Linked DNA regions of Sus scrofa: region 2 is linked to region 1. A link is a contact called in public Hi-C data. All regions are on one chromosome and are shown on one strand. The core of a region is the stretch at or near the end of the contact, and the rest is flanking DNA. Distances in the headings are between cores, read along the strand shown. Region 1 holds the start of MYCL (protein L-Myc). Region 2 has its middle 17 kb from the start of MFSD2A.

Region 1 (4,465 bases), core at 712-3,211:
GAAGAGAAGCCTGGAGCTCCAGATCTGTGACGCCAGAACCAAGCCCAGGGCTTGGCACAAAGTAGGGGCCAGTGAACATTTGCTGAATACAAATGAAGTAGCTGAAGCCCTCGGATGAATTGGGAGGGAGCTAGAGGAACACCTTCTCACCTCAGGCCAAAGCAAAAAGGCAAGTGGCTGCCTTTCTCACATAAACTACCACTGAGGTCCTCTAAACATCAGAGAAGTGCCTGGTTGGGATGGAGGATTGGGCAAAGGAGGCTGGCTAGATGGTGGGAAGCTGGGGTTCACGTATGGTGATTTCCTATTTCTAAGCCTCAGTGTTTCCATCTGTTAATGGGGAGTGGTCATTCCTTCAATACCTGTTTCAGGGGTGATGTGGATGTACACATAGTAACAGGCGGAGGTGCAAGAGGAGCCATTATTGCCATTTTAAAGTAAAGCAGGCAGGAGACCAGGTTTTTGAAAGGATGAAGGCTTCTTCTTTGCACAAAAGGCTCCTGAGGGGCTCCTCTCCCTAGGGGAGTGAGTTTCCCAGGGAAAGAGACAGCAACAAAAAAAGTCAAGCCTGGAGTGACCCTTAAGGGACCACTTCCAGCCTCTGGAGGACAAAAATCCCCTACGGCTCAATCCCAGTATTGTCCTCTCTAAGTGCCAAGCCTCACCCAGTCTCCCTTGTCCCCCGGGGCTCCAATCATCATCAAAGGGACGCTGGCTCCCACGCCACTACTTCAAACTGTTTACTAACACACCCACGTGCCAGACAGACACCGCTGGGGGCTACACCGGCAGCTTCAGCCAGAGGAAGGGGGAGGTGGCAGAAAGGCTTGCGCAGATCCAGTGCCTGACCTCAGCGGCAGAGGTTTGGCCACCCATGGGGTGCCCCCCTCTTGGATGGCCCAGGGCGGTCCTTACCCGAGTCGCTTGGGCTCTCGGACCCCGAGCAGGCCTGGGTCTTGGGCTCGCCCAGCGGACAAGGGGCAGCGGGTGCCGGACTGCCGGCTTCGAGGCTGGGAGCGCAGTCTGGGGCAGCGGGAGCCTTGGGCGGGTTTCCCCGGGGAGCGCCAGCGGCAAGCCGGTCGCTCACCGCTCTCTCCAGCCGTTCCCGGGCCGAGAAGCCGCTCCACATGCAGTCACGGCGGATGATGGAGGCGTAGTTCCTGCCCCAACCTTTCGAGTGACCCCGGATTTCTGCCTCGTCCGCAGCACCCCCTCCGGGCCACGGCTCCAGAGGACCAATTCCCGGGGCCGGGTCCCCGGCGCCAGGACCGGAGCCCCAGGGCGGCGACGTGGGGGGCGACGGCACCAGCTCGAATTTCTTCCAGATGTCCTCGCTGGGCGCCGTGGAGCGGTAGAAATCCTCCCCGCAGTCATAGTCGTAGAAATAGTGTTGGTACGAGTCGAAGTCCATGTCCGCTCCCTGCGGGAGGGAAGGGGGACGTGCTGACCCCGCTGCGGGCTCAGGGAGGGAGGCGTCCCTCGGCCCTCCAGCACAGCCTGCTGCCAGGCTCTTCTCCCTCCCCAACCTCTCGCGTCTTTCTCTAGTGTCCGGAGCAGCCCGGCCCTGGGTCAGAGTGCCCAAGGAAGCCGCTCACTGCGCGCGGTCTAGGCTGCGGGGAGCGAGTTCAAAGCAAACTTTGCCAGCGCCGCCCGGAGCGCAGCTCCCAGGGCCCGGCCGGGCCGGGCGGGGGCGCGCTGTGCCCTAAAGGCAGCCTGCAGCCCGCCCCCCCGGGACTGGCGCCCGTACCCTGGCCGCCCGCAGCCTCACCTCGCTCCCGCTGCCGGCCACCTGGAGCGGACCGGCTCCCCGCCGGCTCGGGGCAGCCCGGCAGCCCGGCAGCCCGGCAGCCCGCACACATGCACATGCGCGCCACCGAGCGCGCGGCCCGCATTCAGGAGCTCGCCCCCCGCGCGCGCGCTCCCGCCTTCACTCGCGCACGGCTGCCGGGACGCTCCCGGGAGCGGCGCGGGAGCGCGAGATGCAGGCGCATTGTTTCCCGGCTGCCTTATATCTCGTCGCGCGCCCAGGGCTCAGGGACCGGGGGCGGGCCCTACGGGACAAGCCCCGCCCTTCCCCGCCCCTCCCGGTCGACAGGTGGGGGCGGTGGAGTCTCAGCCCCCCCCAGTCCCCCGCCCCGCGCCCGGATCGTGGCTACTCTCTCCTGTTCTGTTCCCTGTATCTCTCAAAATGGATTGCACACTGGGGAGCGCAGAAGAGGCGGCAAGCTGATGCAGCCCGGCGGTTGCCTGATGGGGGCGTAACTCTTGAGCGAGGCCCGGGTGGTCCTCTGGAGGCCGAGGGAAACGCGCGCTACTTGCAGACTCTGGGCTGGAGAAGAGAACTACTCCCCGCCCCGCGAGCCTACTTCCTCGGGCTCGCCTCCTGTCGTTCTGGTGCGTCTGGCGAGGTAGGGTGGGGGCAGCCAAACGTCCACCACGCCACCTGGTGGCCCTTGGTCCTGAAGTGGGACTGGTCCCCAGCAACCGCTTCATCACCCTCTGGTCCGTTTCATCAGCTAGTGTTCCTAAACCTGGACAGACCTCAGCGAAGTAAGGTGGTGAGGACCCCAAACTTTGGATCCTGAAACTTAACCTTGCTGAGCCTTGGTCTCATCTATAAAATGAAGGGATGGTAATATCCCACAGGATTGTTGTGAGAATTTAAGAAGACAGAGTATCTAGTGAAGGGAACTAGGCCAAGAGAGGCAAGTAGAACAAACTTAGCCCCTGATGTGGGTGGTAAGGAGAATTTTTCCCCAAGACCAGGCCAGAGCTGAGATTCCCCCCCCTCACACCACACACAAAACTCGCTGTAGGAGCTGTACTAGTAGAGGAAAGAATGGGGATTTGCGGTCTGGAAACTTCTTTCAAGCCTTCAATTTGCCACTTGGTAGCTGTAGAGCCAAGTCATTTGAAGCCTCTGTTTACTTATGTGTAAAATGGGAACTTTGCTTGTAGCTCTGCATGTCTGTTTAAAATGATGGAGGTATAAGCCTTGTGTCCTCTTCTCCTCTTCTGTGCAGACTTCCTTCAATAGAAGAGGAAAAGTGGAGTTCCCGTTCGTTGCGCATGGGAAACGAATCTGACTGGGAACCATGAGGTTGCAGGTTCCATCCCTGGCCTCGCTCAGTGGGTTAAGGATCGGGTGTAGGTCACAGATGTGGCTCGGATCTGGCGTTGCTATGGCTGTGTAGGCCGGCAGCTGTAGCTCCCATTAGACCCCTAGCCTTGGAACCTCCATATGCCACGGGTGCAGCCCTAAAAGGACAAAAGACAAAAAAAAGGAGAAGAGGAAAAGCTAAACTATAGGAGCGTTCTATTTAGACCAAGGAAACTAACCTGGGATAGCAGCCCGTACATCTAGAATGCTCTAACTGGCATTCAAGGTCTGGTCTACAAACAGCAGCCTGATTACCTGCTGTCTGTCTCTCCCTCCCCATGGTCTAAGAGCACCAAACTCCTCACTGTCGACATCCTGGCAGAGGGATGTGAGATGTGCAAGTAGTTCATTGTGGTTGGAGCATGGGATACCAGTTGTAAGTTGATACATAGGTTGAGAGAAAAGACAAGGAAGATGACACCCTCAGTTTTGCTGTATGTCAGGTGCATGTGGGCATCTTCCAAGGCAGCAACTAGCTCTTGGTAGCTTTGCAATCTCAATACATAGAACAGCTTCTGACTGAACTTCCTGAGTGATTCAGGCAACCAGATTTTATTGAGATAGCCTGTGTACACCACACCGATTTGTGCTGAATGGAAGGCACAGCTCGGAAAGGTTGCAGGTTTGGTTGCAGCCTCAAGGCAGAGGGATTGGAACTGCCTTTTATGGACTTGTTCTCTGGTTCGCAGATGCCTGAAATGATTGCTGTACCAGAGTTTTTGGTTATAAGTGACAGATAAATTTAAGCAGAAAATCACTTTATTGGAAGGATTTGGGGCATATAACCCATGGGAGATTAGAAATATATGCTTGGAAAATGGGTCTTCTTTCTCTAGATGAGATTCCTTACTCAACAGGCCCTCCCCATGGTTGATAGAGGGTGATATCTGAGGACGACCAAGGGGTGGCCTCACCTCAAGAACGAGGATAGGAGTTCTTATGTTGCAGCAGACTAGGAACCATGAGGTTGCAGGTTCAATCCCTGGCCTCACTCAGTGGGTTAAGGATCTGGTGTTGCCGTGAGCTATGGTGTAGCTCGCAGACGCGGCTCAGATCTGCATTGCTGTGGCTGTGGCGTAGGCCAGCAGCTGTAGCTCTGACTCAACCCCTAGCTTGGGAGCCTCCATATGCCTTGGTTTCAGCCCTAAAAAGCAAAAAAAAAAAAAAAAAAAAAAAAGAGGATAAATTAAGTTGTCTTCTGAGAGGTAGGCTGCTCCTTCACTGTGCATGCTTTGACTTCCTCACCAGACTGTAAGCTTAATGAGGGCAGGGACAAATGGCAGTCTTGTTGACCACTGTAATTCC
Region 2 (4,368 bases), core at 613-3,112, 53 kb after region 1:
CCACCACCCACTGCTCCCCTGCGTGTGAGAACAACCAGTTGGCTCTGCCCAGGCCTGTGTGCTGTGCTTCCCGCCCTGTGCGTGCCTGAGCAATGGGGCTGGCTGTGCTAGGGCAGACTCCATGACTGGGGCCCTCTGGGGTCCCCAGAGGCCTGGGATTCTTTCTCCACCACTGAGAATGACAGCATTGGAAGGCAAGAATGTGCCCAGCTGGGAGTGTGTGTGGGTTGAGGGGAGGGGGTCTCACCACTGGTGGCAGGGAGCAGGGTGGTAGGAAGGCCTTGCTTGTAGCATTCACCTATTTCCATGGTGTAAACACTCCACCCACTTTCCAGTTACCAACGGTTGTGCTGTCCTGCAAAATTACTAAATTTGCAATAATTGGCTCTCACAAGCTGGTAAGAGCTTGCCCTAGCAAGTTCTAAGGTTTCATACACTTAGGCCAAGCTCCAAAATTCAGGAAGGCAACCTTGGCAGGATCAGAGGCTGCCAGTCCAACCTCTACATTATATTATATAGCTGGATAAATGAGGTATGGAAAAGGGACATGTTTAGATGAGTTATGCTTAGTTTTTGTTTTTTGTTTGTTTGTTTTTTGCTTTTTAGGGCCACACCCACAGGACATGGAAGTTCCCAGGCTAGGGATTAAATAGAGCTATAGCCACCAGTCTACACCAGAGCCACAGCAATGCAGGCTCCGAGTCCGAGTCTGTGACCTACACCACAGCTCACAGCAACACCAGATCCTTAACCCACTGAGCGGGGCCAGGGATGGAACCCATATCCTCGTGGATACTAGTCCGGGGTTTGCTACCACTGAGCCACAACAGGAACTCCTAGCCTTGGTTTTTACTTTGGGTATCTGGCTCCCCATGCCCCCTTTTTTTGGCCACCCTGCAGTATATAGATTTCCCAGCCCAGGGATCAGATCCAAGCTGCAGTTGTGACTTATGCCATAGCTGTGGCAATGTTGGATCGTTTAACCCACTGTGCCTGGCCAGGTATGGAACCTGCATCCTGGTGGCAGCAGAGATGCCGCTGATCCTGTTGCGCCATAGCCGATCTCCAGGGCTCCACATTTCAGATGAAGTTCTGCCCAACTGCTCTTTTTTTTTTTTTTTTTTTTTTTAAGGGCCGTACCTGTGTCATATGAAAGTTCCCAGGCTAGGGGTCCAAGCGGAGCTGCAGCTAGACCTACACCACAGCCACAGCAATGCCAGATCCTTAACCTACCAAGCGAGGCCAGGGGTTGAACCTACATTCTCATGGATACTAGTCAGTTTTGTTACCACTGAGCCACAGTGAGAACCCCCCAACCACTTTTATAATTATAAGTGTTGGAGTTCCCATTGTGGAGCAGCAGAAACAAATCCGACTAGGAACCATGAGGTTGCAGGGTCGATCCTTGGCCTCGTTCAGTGGCTTAAGGATCTGGTGTTGCTGTGAGCTTTGGTGTAGGTCGCAGACTCAGCCCAGATCCTGTGTTGCTGTGGCTGTGGCGTTGGCTGGCAGGTGTAGCTCCGATTTGACCCCTAGCCTGGGAACTTCCATGGGCCACAGGTGTGGCCCTAAAAACAAAACAAAACAAAAAGCCTAAAAAAAACAAAAAGAAAAAACTTATAAGTGTTAATAACAGGCACCATTACACATGCTTAACAAATATCAATTTAATTAGTCCTCATAACTTCCCTGAGTTAGGTACATAGTTAACTCCCATTTTGCAGATAAGAAAATTCAGCCACAGAAAGTTAGCTGATATTTGAAGCAAAGCTATCTGGCTTAGGACCTGTGCTCTTGACCACTGCTTTAGGCTATTACGTGAACCAACATTTTCGCCACTGCCACACCAGGTCCAGATGCTTTTGGAGCTGCCCTCAGGGTCAGAGTCTTCCTTAGTAGAGCAGGAGCCCTGGGCTCTGGTCTGACCTCCATAGCTGGAGCATTCAAGAATCCCAAGATGATCTCCGCAAGAGGCCCACTCACACCTCCCTTCTCCCTCCATTCTGATCAATAACCACCAAATCCGGTCTTTAAAAGAGAAAGATTATTTTTAGTTTCCTAAACCACCCAAGCTTGCTTCTTTTCCTTCCCTGCAATTACTTCTCAGGTCTTATCTTCTCTCACCTAAATGATTATACCAGTGTCCTTACTGGCCTCTGTCTGATTTGATCTCCTCAATCAGATTTGATTCCTTCTGCAAGCAATGCAAGATAACCGAGTAACTCTCCTATTTAGAGCCCGTTCATTGAGCCCTCATTGTCTTGGAGGAAATCCAAGACCCCTGCCGACTTCTCCCAGCCCCTTTTGCAGGCTACCTGCCTGGCCCAGGAACACACCTCTGGTCCCTGATGCCCCAGGCAGACCCCGGGCCAGCGTGTCTTGCTCCAGCATGCCTCTTGTGCATTGGTAGTACAGTGGTGAGCATAGCCACCTTCTCACACACAGGCTTTTCAAAAGCTCCTCCTGCCCCCTGCATCTTTGCGGCAGCTCTGGGAAATCCGTGCCTTCCTCGTCATGATCTCATGATTGCCCACATGGAGCCCAGAGCCCTCTAGGCATGGAAGGGAAGAGTAGGGGACTGGAGCTGAATGAACGAACTAAGAACGCGGAGGGCTTTGTAAGCCAGACCCAACTCCCACTGATCCACTATGAGGCTTCCTGTCTCCCTTTCCCCCAACTGTAAAATGGGGATTTGGAATTAAAAATCCCTGCCTCTATCCAGTTTCATGAGCACAAAAAGTTGCTCTCCTCCTCAAAGACCCCTGGCTGACTTTTGGGTTGATGATAGAGGCGGTGGGATAGGTGGGGGAAGAGGGAAAGCAAACTGGGATCCCAGAGACCCCTTGAGTCATTGGCTGCTCCAGGCCTTTTGGAAAGCTCATAGCTTCCTGTCTTTTGGAGGATGTGCCATCTCAGCTTCCTCAGTGTTTGGATCCGGCAACATTACAACAAATTCTGCCTCTCCCACTTTACTCTCCAGCTGCCCCAAGCCCTGGCAACCACGTGTTACCACGCCTGATCCCTGCAAAGGACCAGGTGAGGCTTTGGCGCCACCTGCTGGAAGAAAGGAGAAACATCTTTTAATATTGCAAAGAAGGATCTGTCATTGACTGGCTGTAGGCCTGGGCTACACATTTATGGAACAAATATGTATGCATGTATGTGTGTGTGTGTGTGTGTGTATGTATGTATTGCTTTTTAGAGCTGCACCCATGGCATATGGAAATGCCCAGGTTAGAGGTCCAATCGGAGCTGAATCTGCCAGCCTATGCCATAGCCACAGAAACACCAGATCTGAGCCACATCTGCGACCCACACCACAGCTCACTGCAACACTGGATCCTTAACCCATCGCAACCCTGAGTGAGGCCAGGGGTCGAACGCACATCCTTATGGATAGTAGTTGGGTTTGTTACCGCTGAACCACAATGGGAACTCCGATGGAAAAAATATTTATAGTGCACCAACTCTGCTCTGAGTCATGCATGGACTAGGTTCTGAGGACAGAGTGGTGAACAAAACAGAGTTTACATTCTTGGTGAGGACCAATGACAAATAACTGGTCATGCAAATAAGACATTTTCAGATTGCAATAAGCACTGTAAAAGAAATAAGTAGGGTGCTTTATAGAGGGTACTGACGGGTGTGGAGGTTATTGTAAATCAGGTGCTCAGGAAAGAACATTCTGAGAAAGTGATGGAGAAGGAGATACAGCCAGACTTTTTTTTTTTTTTTTTTTTTTTTTTTTTGCTTTTTGGGGCTGCACCAATGGCATATGGAGGTTCCCAAGCTAGGGGTAGAATCAGAACTATAGCTGCTGGCCTACGACACAACCACAGCAACACCAGATCGGAGCTGAGTCTGCGACCCATACCACAGTTCACGGCAATGCTGGATCCTTAACCCACTGAGCAAGGCCAGGGATCAAACCTGCATCCTCATGGATGCTAGTCAGATTCATTTCTGCTGAGCCACAACGGGAACTCCACAGCCAGACATTTGAAGAGGCTCGGGGAAAGCACTGCAGATAGAAGAGACAGCATAAAAAATTCCAAGGTAATGGCACAGTAGGTTCAGAATCCAGATCCCGCATTGCTGTGGCTGTGGCATACGCCCTCGACTGCAGCTCCAATTTGGCCCTAGCCTGGGAGCCTCCATAAGTCTTGCTTTCAGCCCTTAAAAAAAAAAAAAAAGATAGGAAAGAGCCTAACGTATTTGAAGTACCAGAAGGAAACAGGGCAGCCAGAGTAGTGAAGGAGAAGGCAGGTGGTGTGAGATGGGTTTGGAGAGGTATACAGGCCTTGCAACCCACAGTGAGAGTTTCAATTTTATTTTGTTGATTTTATTTTGAAAGCAGCCAAGAGCCAT

The links. Hi-C and Micro-C count contacts between places; a contact is called where the count stands out from the background.
Region 2: a contact with region 1 is called in a Hi-C map of liver, with 2.3 times the contacts expected there. The contact joins the enhancer-like site here to the promoter of MYCL in region 1. A contact is called at or near these places in 1 of 5 promoter capture datasets (liver), 23 of 47 Hi-C or Micro-C datasets (alveolar macrophages, brain, embryonic fibroblasts and 11 more) and 2 of 2 datasets of contacts at active chromatin or transcription factors (alveolar macrophages and skeletal muscle).

What each region holds. Positions count from the first base shown.
Region 1 is chr6:95,700,666-95,705,130 of Sscrofa11.1, forward strand. It overlaps MYCL (protein L-Myc), which reads right to left and starts at 1,962. Exons shown (of 3, transcript XM_003127827.5): 1 at 1,769-1,962; 2 at 916-1,420. The coding sequence starts at 1,411.
Region 2 is chr6:95,753,604-95,757,971 of Sscrofa11.1, forward strand. No RefSeq gene overlaps it. Among named protein-coding and RNA genes, the nearest start is that of MFSD2A, 17 kb to the left of the region's middle. Within about 2 kb of position 1,863, at least 8 of the 83 cell types and tissues checked have an H3K27ac peak or open chromatin away from gene starts, as enhancers often do. A contact at or near this core is called in alveolar macrophages, liver and omental adipose tissue, where this site is marked.